Linked DNA regions of Mus musculus: all the other regions are linked to region 1. Evidence: chromatin contacts called from public Hi-C data. All regions are on one chromosome and are shown on one strand. The core of a region is the stretch at or near the end of the contact, and the rest is flanking DNA. Distances in the headings are between cores, read along the strand shown. Region 1 has its middle 16 kb from the start of A330076C08Rik. Region 2 overlaps Gm40931 (a long non-coding RNA gene). Region 3 has its middle 8.8 kb from the start of Gm2233. Region 4 has its middle 2.9 kb from the start of Gm40930.

Region 1 (2,837 bases), core at 189-2,688:
TTATTTCACTGTTACTCAGCATACATATGGCGAAAGTCCAGTTTTACATGGAAACATAAAGAGTTTTACTTTTCAAACCCCCAGGCCTATGTGCATTGGCAGATGGCACATTATTTATAACCATACTCTTCGAAGTATGCCCATGGAGGGAATTCTTTCTGAAGGGACAGGGGTAATAAATGGTGGTATGCTATAGCTAAAGTGGAGATATTTATCACCGAGCTGTGTGGCTGCTCCCAGGGCTTGCCTTTCCCCCAGATGCAGGAAGCCAGGAGCCCAGATTTCTGACTTCAGAGTTGCCTATACTTTGATTATAAGACCAAACGTAGCTGAATGAAAATGAAATACTAGCTTCTAACATCGGAGTTAGATGTGAATCGAGTTCATTTATTCTATAGTGCAGATAGCTGATACCAGGCCCAAAACAGAGCAGGGAGTGTGACAGGAGCCAGAGGAGCAGCCCTGTGTGGAAGAAGGGTTAAGGCCACAGAAGAGGAGGGGATGCTGCTTTCAGGAAGAAATCCCTCCTTTATTTTTCCTCTCCTAAGACCAACCAGAAACCAGATACAAGGTCTCAGTGCAGAGACTGTCGCAGACTCCTTTGTGACTCAGGGTCATTTTCAAGACCGAACACTATTGCAAAGGTCAGACAAAACTGCCCAGGCCACAACCAGAGTCTATAACAGCAGTTCTCAACCTGTGGGGCATGAATCCCTTTGCAAGCCTCTAGCTTCAAAAATATTTACATTACAATTCATAACAGTAGCAAAATTACACTTCTGAAGTAGCAACTAAAATAATTTTATGGTGTGGGGGGGGTCACCTCAGCATGAGGAACTGCATTAAAGGGTCACAGCATTAGGGAGGTTGAGAACCACTGCTTCTAAAGGGATTTTTTTTATGCAAAAAATTTTACCGTCACTCATTGGAGTGGGGGAGGGAGCTAGAAAAACATATAGTATAGAGCATGAACATGTATACAGCTTAGCATAAACCATGCAAAGAGAAAAAAAACCAAAAAACTGTAATTCTGAAAACTCTTCTTCAGTTTCCCCCATATTTAACAGCATAAAGCATCTTTCCCACTCCCCAACTTAAAGAAAGACTTCAAGATGATGTCCATGGCAGTTTACCCAGGGTAGGGGGGAGCTTGCAAAACTAGCAGCTGTGTTCATTCTGAGCGGTGTGCTTTTTTGAGGGAGGGGGCTGGGGAGACTTGTCCTCCGAGTCATCTTAAGTCTTAGGATAATACTTACCTGAAGAGTTGGCTTGCCACATCCAGCTCAGGCGTGGAGTTTGGGATCGGTTGCACCCTGCTTAAACAGCGATCTGGGCAGCTGTGTGTATGCACGTGCTGTAGCTGCAGTGCACGCGTGAGCACGTGTTTGAACCTGCCTACCAACTGGGAATGGGCGTGGGCTGTGTGAAGCTCTCGCTCTTGTTTCCATCTCTGACTTGCAAATGAGGCCTGTTTTCATAAACTCAGTCAGGCTGTGGGAGTAGGAGCCAGAAGATCCGAGGGAGTTTTTCCCATAATGCTTGCTGCCCCCCCCCCGGGGGGGGGGAAGACACAAACCTGGTGGTGTCTAAGGCAGGGAAGACCTATCTCCAGGTGAGGCCGAGAAGGATAATAAATACCGTTTGCTGGCATGAGTTCCTAGGGCAGAGCTGGCCACAGGAATCGAGGTCCCCAGGATGTGAGGACCCCTTACAAAGCAGGCATTTATGAACCGGTTTGCTCGCCACTAATTAATTCCCCAGACATTCACCAACAGTAACAATCCCTTCAATTAGAGGCCAGGCCCTGGAAAGCCCTGCTGTTTATTGGAACTGACATCTGCATGGCCAAGTGTGACTGTGTTAATACGGAAATGCACAAAGGGACCCGGAGTCCTCCCTCCCCATCCCCGTAGCCCCCCTGTAACTTTTAAGCAAGGATTTGGCTCTTTAAGGAGTTTTTAATTTGTGGCTTTGCACTTTGGTGGTTAGCTTGTCAGCACGTTGCTTACGCTTCTCCCTGGGCTGTGATGTGCCCCTGTTCTGGGTTCTATCATAAGCTCATGAAAAGGACCTCAGACACTCTAAGGACAGATCTGCTGGAACTAGAGTTACAGTCTCCTGCGAGCTGCTATGTAGGTGCTGGTCACCAAATGTGTGTCCTCTGCAAGAGCAGAAAGTGCTTGACAGCTGAGCCATCTCTTCAGCCCTGGGTGTTGTTGTTGTTTGTTATTATTGTTAGCTTGTTTGTTTGTTTCCTGGCATTTTTAGGAAGTTGACTTTCCCGATTCTCCTATTCTGGGGAGATGTCAGGCTAGATGGTACCAAGATGATTAAGGGAATACACCCCTGACCACTGAGAAAGAGGATTAAACCTGAGCGAATTCACAGATCTAGACAAGGCAGGATTAAGACAGGCTGGTGGTAAGAGGGAGCCAGGGATAAGAGGGCAGGGCTCCAGGGGAGATGCAGGCAGCTGGCTGGCCAGCTTTGTGGAAGCCCTGGCTTCCACAGGCATTCACTAGGGGTCCAGAAAGCCAGTCTGGGCACAGAAAGGGACTGGGTCATCTGGGGGCATGCACTCTGGGCTGAGGGAGACTCTCACTGCGAGGCAGAGCGTAAGCTGATCATTTGAGGCTTGGCTGACCAGGGCATTAAGTCTGCAATAATTTAGACAGATGGAGACCAGTGGGATGTGGGAGTTACTTCAGGAGAATCAGAGTTAAGACAGTGTGGGGTAAGAAAGGGGAACTGGGGCACACAACCTAAGACTCCGCCCTGACTTGCCCTCATAGGACATAATTTGAGGACACTTCCCAAAGTTTTGTGTGCTGACAGCT
Region 2 (2,837 bases), core at 92-2,591, 390 kb before region 1:
CTGGCGTGGCACGAGAGGATCTCCTCCCTCAGTCTCTCAGTCTGGAATTGCAGGCCTGGGCTATCATGCTCAGTTCCTCCTCCTCCTCCCTCTTCTCCTCCTCCTCCCCCTCCTTCTCCCTCCTCTTCCTATTGCTATTCATTATTACTTTGTAGGTCTGGATGGAACTTGCATATCTAGGCAAGTGTTCTACCACTGAGCCTCATCTCCAGCCCCATCCATAGGTCTCTTTCTTGAGAAGGCAGATGATTCTCGGAAGGAGATTGCAGCTGTAGGTTGAGCATCTGCAACCGTCCCAGCGCTCTGGAGGCAGGGGCAGGATTGGGATGCATAGTGTGGCACTTCATAGTGCGACAACCTACTTCCCCCTGCCTGGAAAACAATGAAAAAATGAACTCATGCTTGCCTAGAGGAGCATCCAGTAAAGTTCAATCACTCAATTTATTTTTTAATGCTAAGTTTTCCATTCTTCATCTATTTTGTTTGTTTATTGCTCTCGTGTGTGTGTGTGTGTGTGTGTGTGTGTGTGTGTATGTGTGTGTGTATGTGTGTCACAGTGCTTGCGTGGAGTCACAGGATGACTTGAGGAAGTCAGTTGCTTTTGTTCACTGTGTCAGGCCTAGGGATTGAATTTAGATCCTCAGACTTGGTGGCAAGTGTCTGTAAGAGCTGAGCCATCTTACTGGCCTCCCGCACTCTAGGTCAGATGTCCTGACTGGAAGCTGGAACATGTGTGAGTCCATCACAGACACCTCCCACACTCACTGGATGGTCTCGGAAGTGTTGGAGTTTGTGGCCGACCTGTGTCATGGCCTGCTTTTGCTGTGTCAGTCGTGTTGTTGGGCGTGGAAACAGTTGCTTTTTCATGTATTTGGGTATCACTCACTCCTTGAGTAAGGCCCGTTTGTGTGCCTCCTGCTTTGGTGGAGAGCCAGGAGGAGGCCCGTGTACCTTAGCTGCTCTGTTTGAGCCAATGTTTCTTTTTTTTTTTTTTCCCTGATGGCTTCGCTGGAGCTCAGCATCTGTTGAACCTCACCGGGATGTGGTGAGGGCTAATTAGATAATGCCTGGAAAGCACTTGGAGCTCCTCGGAGATGGGCTCTCTGCATGCATTATTAATAGAGATGGGGCACAGTGTTCCCAAACAGCGCATGGTGCCTCCTTAAACCCCTGGGGTAGGGGGTAGGAAAGGCAGTGTGTGTAGAGGGGGATGGCTAGAGAACAGAAGGGGCTTGCAGTCCTGCAGTGTGGCATGGGTGCTGAGACTGGGGACAAGGACTGTTGTTGAAGGTGAAATACAAGCTGTCTCCTCGACCGGCTGTGCTAACATGAACAGTGTAAGGGGTGCAGAGGGCAGTTCCTGCTAAACCGGTCTGTGGGAGCCCCAGAGGGAATCTGTCAGCCTGGGTCCCAGCCAGGCTGTCCTTCCCTTGGGGTTATTTCCAATCAGGGGACCATGCCAGCTTCCAAGGCCACTTCTGGAGCTGGGCAACGTTCCCCCTGAGAATTCTCTCTGCTGACTAGCCGGCCCAGTTTTCTGAGGGAGGAGGGGAACGGTGACCTTCTTGATTTGTCCCCTCCCCTGTTGCAAAGGTTGTGTGGGGAGTGTGGCACACAAATGCTAGTGGCACAGGGGTGGTTATTAAAGGACTGATCTGGGGTCATCTGACGTCAGTGGCCTGGAATCCTTGCACATTGGAGGAGTTAATCTGTAGGACTTGAACTGTTTTCCTGTTCACTGCACAGGGAGGTGGGTGGTCTGGCAGGTGTGTGTCACCTAATAGGTAGATGAGGTCTTTGGATTGGATGTGTACCTCACACCCCAGTCTATGTTGAAGGTCTAACCCCGTGTCCTACTTTCTGTTGCTGTGATAAGACATCTCGGACAATAGCAACTTAGAGAGAGAAAGTATTCATCTGGCTTCACATCCAGGTTACACCCACCATTCCCTCAGGAAGTCAAAGTGACAGGGACTTGAGGTAGCTGGTTACCTCATATCCATGGTCACGAGCTGGCGAAAGTGAGTCTAATGGCCTTGCCACATACATTCAGGGGCTGAAAATCTCAAACTCCTGTAGCCTGGAAGAAAAGAGATCAGAGTCAGTGAGCAGCAGCGATGTCTGACAGCAAGAATCCCAAGGCTAAGCCGGGCGTGGTGGTGCACACCTTTAATCCCAGCACTTGTGAGGCAGAAGCAGAGGCAGGCAGATTTCTGAGTTCGAGGCCAGCCTGGTCTACAAAGTGAGTTCCAGGACAGCCAGGGTTACACAGAGAAACCCTGTCCCGAAAAACAAACAAACAAAACTCCAAAAACAAACACCCCCCCAAACAAAAAACAAACAAACAAAAAGAATCCCAAGGCCAGAGAACAGAGGATACATTCATACTCGCTGTGACTCAGTTCACTCTCTCCCCTTGTCCTAGATAGTTTTATGTCAACCTGACACAAGCTAGGATCATCTGAAAGGAGGGAAACTCAACTGGGAAAATGCCTCCATAAGATCAGGCTGTAGGGCCTTTTCTTAATTAGTGACTGAGGTGGGAGGGCCCATTGTGGGTGGAGCCACCCTTGGGCTGGTGGTCCTGGGTTCTATAAGAAAGCAGCTTGAACAAAGCCCTGGGGAACAAGCCAGTAAGCAGCATCCCTCCATGGCCTCTGCATCAGCTCCTGCCTCCAGGTTCCTGCCCTGTTTGAGTCCCTGTTCTGGCTTCCTTCAGATGAAATATGATCTGGAAGTGTCAGCTCCTTAAATCCTTTCCTCCCCAACTTGCTATTTGGTCATGGTGATTCATTGTAGCAAGACAAATCCTAATTAGGACACCTCTCTTGTATTCT
Region 3 (2,837 bases), core at 168-2,667, 290 kb after region 1:
CACGTCCTGGGTTGGAGTGACATCTCAGCTGTTCAGATTGGGTACTGCGCTCTCCTAGAGGACAAGTTCTGGTGCCAGTAAATACTTCCTGGGTAGCTACCGAATATCTGTAGCCCCCAGCCCTGAGCTCCAAGAACCCTTCACTCATAGGAAAAAGTTCTAGCAGTCTGGGTCGGTCCCTGGCATCAGAAGCCTGGCTCATGTGTTCTTCAATACTCTGTTACTCCTCATGTTTGCATCCAGTTATGTATCTACCTGTGAGCAGGAGATTTGTTCACTTGTTTAGCAATAGCTCCATTAAGTCTGTACCCAGTAATTTCTATATGACAGTCCCAGGCTAAGCCCTGGGAAGAGTTAGAATACCAAATCAGATGGCTTTCAACTGTCTCTTCAAGATATCTTTAGGGCAGGACTTTGTGCGCATGTTTGTGTGTGGTCGGGAGGGGTATTAGGATCCTCTGCTTTGGGTTTAGTTGGCAAGGTTTAATTTCGATTCTTTGTTCTGGTCTCCAGTGAAATGCCTCTTTGCTTTCATGGCCCTTTTAGGCCAGAAAGTTTGTTTACCTTGGCAAAAGCAAATTGGGAAGCAAAGGACTTACATTTTTGTATCACCTTTCATCATCGAAGGAAGTCAGAACAGGAACTCAAACAGGGCAGGAACCAGGAGGCAGGAGCTGACGCAGAGGCCATGGAGGGATGCTGCTTACTGGCTTGCTCTTCATGGCTTGCTCATCCCGCTTTCTTACAAAACCCTGAACCACCAGCCCGGGGATGAAATCACCCACCATGGGCTGGGCCCTCCCACATCAATCCCTAATTAAGAAAATGCCCTATGGGCTTGCCTGTAGCCTGATCTCATGAAGACATTTTCTTAATTAAGTTCCCCTCCTCTCAGATGACTTTAGCTGTGTTAAGTTGACATAAAACTAGCCTGCAAGTACAGTGATGTATGTGTAAACGTGTGCAAACGGTGTGCAAGCAAGGCCAAAGGAAGTCATCTGCTGTCTAAATCCCTGCTTTATTTCTTTGAGTCAGGATCTCTCACTGAACTTGGAGCTAGCCTGGTGGACAACAAGGTTCAGCAATCCTCCTGTCTCATTGTGACAGATCACTGGGGTATATATGCTTGTGCATACCCATGCATATCTTTTGATGTGGGTGGCCACTAGAGATTTGAACTTGGGTCCTCGTGCTTGAGCATCAAATATTCATACCCGGTGAGCCATCGCCCCAACCCTCCTGTGCTCTCTTAACAGGGCTTGAGTTTCTGTTGAAGGATTGGTTGGTGTCACTGTTTTCTCTTAAGCTGTCTGCTGACTAGGGTGACCCGGGCACAGGGTGCCTAGGTTCTGACGCAGATTTGGAACCTACAGTCCGAAGCTCTTCAGGCATCCTCTTCTCCGTTACCATGGAACGGACAGAATAGCTTGGACTCTGAAGCAGAGTCACAAGAAGTGTGATTCATCCAGAGCAGCATCACCATGCAGAACAAGCAAATACAAAATCCTAAAAAAGAACAAAACCTTAGTAATATGCACTGCTCTGACTTAGTAAGCAGGGCATTTTGTGGCTACTCTGTTAAAAATTTGTTGGTCATTTTCACGACTTAGTTATTCTGTGTGCCTATTTCTTTTCCAGAGAAAGAACAAGGATACATTTACTTTAGCATTTTTTTTTCTCTTTACTGGGTGCTTTCCACATTGCTCCTGAAGCCCATTTCCACATACAGAATATATTTAAGGAGCTGTCTTCTGATTAAAGAGAAAAACATGTATGTAACTAATTTCCTATAGACTTTTAAAACACTTTGTTCATCTAGATGTGTGTATTTCTACTCTAATTGAAATTCCAAAATAGTCACTTTCTGAACTGTCAAAATTGTAAAGCTGTTGATGGGTGCAGCTCTGGGGTTTCCATGGTAACTACTTTCATTGCCTAGGAGATGCTGGTCTGCTGACGCTACTTGCTGAACTGGCTCAAATCTTGAAAAGTTGGCGCTACCCAGGAGTGTGCGAGCATGTCCTGAAAGTTTAGCAGGCTTTAATCTCTAATAGCTGACACCAAGCGTGGTTGTATCAGGTTTCCTCTGGCTGAGATAGCTCTGTCTGACCTGAAGTTCTTCACTCTGTTGAGGATAAGCTGTTTGACAATCATCTAATGTTAGCTACTAGGTCCTATTTGGACAGTGATCATTTATATGAATAATTCCCAAATTACATTACCTTGGTTACTAATAGGTGGCCAAAGATGACAGAATTTTAGTTTGTTCATGGGGCAGCAAGATGTTCCAAAGGCAAATGGTACACAGACCATTACACAAGTCTGTGAGCTCTCTCTCTCTCTCTCTCTCTCTCTCTCTCTCTCTCTCTCATTCAGGAAACTCCAATTTCTTCTAATTATATCCTGAGGATCATTTAAACAGGGCGGTCCATTTGAAAGCAGTCACTTTTAAAGCTATTTTGCACTAAATGAGTTTTCTTTTAGATGTGTTTGGCTGGCTCAAGAATCAATCACCACATGCAAATGTGCTGATAAATAAAGCCCTGGCTGCATCTTGGAGCTTCCTCAAAAACTGATGTGCGTGCTGTCTGCTGAAAACGGAACCCTTAAACACTCCTTAAACGTTTAAGTGTACGCCGCTGAATCCAAGGTGTCCATTTGATGTGTGTCAATTCATGAGGTACACAAAACAACAAGAGGAATGTGAGTCTTTCCCTCGCAAGTTAGCTGGTGAGGATGCCTGGGTGAGGCAGGGCTGCTGGGAAGTTGCTCCCCACGAGGAAATGGCTCCCCACACTTATGGTAAGGAGTCCTTTCAAAGTCACTAGCAGGTGAGT
Region 4 (2,837 bases), core at 157-2,656, 270 kb before region 1:
CAAACACTGCCCTGGAAAAGGCACATTTGTATCTCTTTCTCCAGAAGCTCCCAGAGAGCCAAGCTTGGTGGCTTGCCAAACGGACTTTACTCCTTCTGTGTGATGTAGAGAATACATTGTAGGCTAGCATCCTTCTGTCCTTGTGATCCCGGTGGGGAGGAGAGGGGGCTAGAGGAGAAAGATTGGCCAAGCGCCCATTAGACAATGGGCTAGGAACACAAATAGACTTAGGTAGAGCAGAGGATGAAAAGAAAAACAAACAAACAAACAAACATAAAAACCCCAAAGGTAAACGCTTCTTCCTACTTCCTGTTTCTTCCTGTGTACCGAGTCTGTGTGGGAAGAGAAGCCGGGAGCTGATTACTGTTTGGGGGCCTCTGATTACAAACCCACACGTGGAAAGATTAGGATCAAGGGACTCTGAAGCTACTAAACCTTTCCTCCTGCCTTGCCACCTGCTCCTCTTCCCCTAGCTGGTGGGGTCCAGGGAGTTCTCTTCTTTAATCTTTGTTGACTGCTAATCCCTGTTTCATTAGGGTGGAGGGCTCCCTCTGCAAATTATGGGTTGGGGACAAAATTCCTTAGCATCCTGTCTCTGAGTAGGGACGGTCGGTCCTAAAATGTCACCTACCCAACGATCAGATCTTTCTATATTCCCTCCCACACCTAATTTTTTCTGCCACACAACAGCTGTCACATTTCACGGCCACCCTTGAACTGCTGGGTCTTTGGCTCTGTGTGTGTGTGTGTGTGTGTGAGAAAGAGAGAGAGAGAGAGAGAGAGAGAGAGAGAGAGAGAGAGAGAGAGAGAGAGAGAGAGAGAGAGAGATTGAGTGACATGAGCATCTAGCTCACTTCCAACTAATCCCAGAAACCTCCCCTTCGGAGTATTTTTAGCACTCTGACATCATCTTGCTGACTTCATCCCGATGTGCAGCCAGGCCCCCTAAGGGCATGGCAGGCACTAATACAAGGTTACCATTACCACCCTCCAGGGGTATTCAAAGTGACTGTCTTAAGGGTTTCTGGCCAAGAGTCAACAGACCTCCTCAATTGATACCCAGAGGCAGACAATACAGAGGCCACAGTACCACCCAAACTCTGACAGGAGAGCCCAACTGCTAAGCTCTGATAATAGGCTGAACAGAGGATGTGGCAGCTCCCACTTCCTGACTGGAGCCTCCAGCATTGTTGTGCCAGGCAACAGCTGCTTGGTATCAAGGCAAGGCCAGACTCCAGCTGGGGAGGGGAGTGTGCCTTGGCTTGCCATTTAGATGTATAGGGGCAACTTCTCCTGCTGGAGCAGGCTCATCCAACACTCACAGGCTGTCTCAAGGCGAGCGCAGGTGTTAAGAACGATAGAGCTCAGGAGTGTGAGATGGCCCAGTGGGTAGAAGGCTCTACACACACAGTGGAAGGAGAGAACTGTGCCCTTTGACCTTCACATATGCACCTTGGCATGCCTCCCAAGCCTAAAGATAAATAAAATGAAATTAAAATGTTAGCGTGGGAAGGAAGCAGAGCCTGATTTTAATTTTGCAGGTGAGGCATGGATGTTATTGTGGATAGACTTATTTGGCACGTCTTACCATCTGTCACACACTGCATGTGCTTTCTGGTTCTTTTTGCCAGAACCATGTATGTGTATATATACACACATACATGAATGTAATATTCATGTATATATACACACATACATGAATGTAATAATTCATTGTGGTGCTAGGAATTGCACCTAGTGCCTCTTTTTTCTTTTTTAAAAAAGATTTAATTATTTAAGTACACTGTACCTGCCACACAAGAAGAGGGCATCAGATCCCATTACAGATGGTTGTGAGCCACCACGTGGTTGCTGGGATTTGAACTCAGGACCTCTGGAAGAGCAGTCAGTGCTCTTAACCACTGAGTCATCTCTCTAGCCCTGCACTTAATGCCTTATGCATGACAAGCACGCATTTTACAGCAAACCTGTTTCTCTGATTTCTATACTGGACACTTACGATATCAGTTTCTCTCGTTATTGGTTCTTAATTTTAATGATGCTCTTGTATCTGTCTGCCAAATTTCTCGTTTGTGAAGCTGGGGTTTTCTTTTTTCTTTTTCTTTTCTTTCTTTCTTTCTTTCTTTTTTTTTTTTTTTTTTTTTTTTTTTTTTTTTTTTTTTTTTTTTTTTTTTTTTTTTTGAGGCAGGTTTCTCTGTATAGCCCTGGCTGTCCTGGAACTCACTTTGTAGACCAGGCTGGCCTCAAACTCTAAAATCCGCCTGCCTCTGCCTCCCGAGTGCTGGGATTAAAGGCATGCACCACCACCACGCCTGGCTTGGGGTTTTCAACGGTGCTTTGCTTGCTCAGAATTCGTGTGGCCCTGGGCTCCATCCTCGGCCACCAAAATGAACATGTTTGTATAATGAGTGGTTATCGTGTAAAGTCATACGGCAAGCTCTGCAGTTTCCTACAAACTTCTATCCGTCTGTTTTTGCGTCTTTAGGTGGCTCTCGAGTTATTACCACAGTGAAAATCATGTGCTTGTTTTCTGACTTTATTATTCACATGTATGGTCATCTTCTTGTCAGCATGAACCTTCTTGTCTCATTTGTTTATTTCTGTCAGTAGAGAGTTAGGGGTTACCTTTCCTTCAATGGTTTATAATCGGTAACTCCCTTTATTTATTTGGTTGTTCAAATTATCCATACTCCATAGATATGACTCCCATCCAGGTGGTTCCTGCTGAGTTTTCATAAGTCTATAGGCCTTGTGATCATTTGCATCCAGAAGGATCTGTACTTTTGAAGACAATGGCTGGCTGTTTGGACAAATAGTCATGAGTGTGTAACCGCCAT

Evidence for each region. A called contact is a pair of places that touch in the nucleus more often than the background predicts.
Region 2: a Hi-C map of the N1E-115 cell line shows a contact between it and region 1, with 4 times the contacts expected there. The contact joins two enhancer-like sites. A contact is called at or near these places in 2 of 484 Hi-C or Micro-C datasets (the N1E-115 cell line and epidermal suprabasal cells), 3 of 115 datasets of contacts at active chromatin or transcription factors (embryonic basal ganglia, embryonic stem cells and heart atrium) and 1 of 9 other capture datasets (embryonic stem cells).
Region 3: a contact with region 1 is called in a Hi-C map of cortical neurons, with 1.9 times the contacts expected there. The contact joins two enhancer-like sites. A contact is called at or near these places in 3 of 484 Hi-C or Micro-C datasets (cortical neurons and rod photoreceptor), 7 of 115 datasets of contacts at active chromatin or transcription factors (VIP interneurons, astrocytes, cardiomyocytes and 3 more) and 1 of 9 other capture datasets (embryonic stem cells).
Region 4: a contact with region 1 is called in a Hi-C map of the N1E-115 cell line, with 4 times the contacts expected there. The contact joins two enhancer-like sites. A contact is called at or near these places in 2 of 484 Hi-C or Micro-C datasets (the N1E-115 cell line and uterus) and 2 of 115 datasets of contacts at active chromatin or transcription factors (CD8 T cells and cardiomyocytes).

Annotation. Positions count from the first base shown.
Region 1 is chr13:44,231,247-44,234,083 of GRCm38.p6, reverse strand. No RefSeq gene overlaps it. Among named protein-coding and RNA genes, the nearest start is that of A330076C08Rik, 16 kb to the right of the region's middle. Within about 2 kb of position 1,438, at least 71 of the 459 cell types and tissues checked have an H3K27ac peak or open chromatin away from gene starts, as enhancers often do. A contact at or near this core is called in the N1E-115 cell line and cortical neurons, where this site is marked.
Region 2 is chr13:44,621,420-44,624,256 of GRCm38.p6, reverse strand. The region is part of intron 1 of Gm40931 (a long non-coding RNA gene); the gene reads left to right. Among named protein-coding and RNA genes, the nearest start is that of Gm40931, 14 kb to the left of the region's middle. Within about 2 kb of position 1,341, at least 32 of the 459 cell types and tissues checked have an H3K27ac peak or open chromatin away from gene starts, as enhancers often do. A contact at or near this core is called in the N1E-115 cell line, where this site is marked.
Region 3 is chr13:43,938,686-43,941,522 of GRCm38.p6, reverse strand. No RefSeq gene overlaps it. Among named protein-coding and RNA genes, the nearest start is that of Gm2233, 8.8 kb to the left of the region's middle. Within about 2 kb of position 1,417, at least 14 of the 459 cell types and tissues checked have an H3K27ac peak or open chromatin away from gene starts, as enhancers often do. A contact at or near this core is called in cortical neurons, where this site is marked.
Region 4 is chr13:44,500,325-44,503,161 of GRCm38.p6, reverse strand. No RefSeq gene overlaps it. Among named protein-coding and RNA genes, the nearest start is that of Gm40930, 2.9 kb to the left of the region's middle. Within about 2 kb of position 1,406, at least 27 of the 459 cell types and tissues checked have an H3K27ac peak or open chromatin away from gene starts, as enhancers often do. A contact at or near this core is called in the N1E-115 cell line, where this site is marked.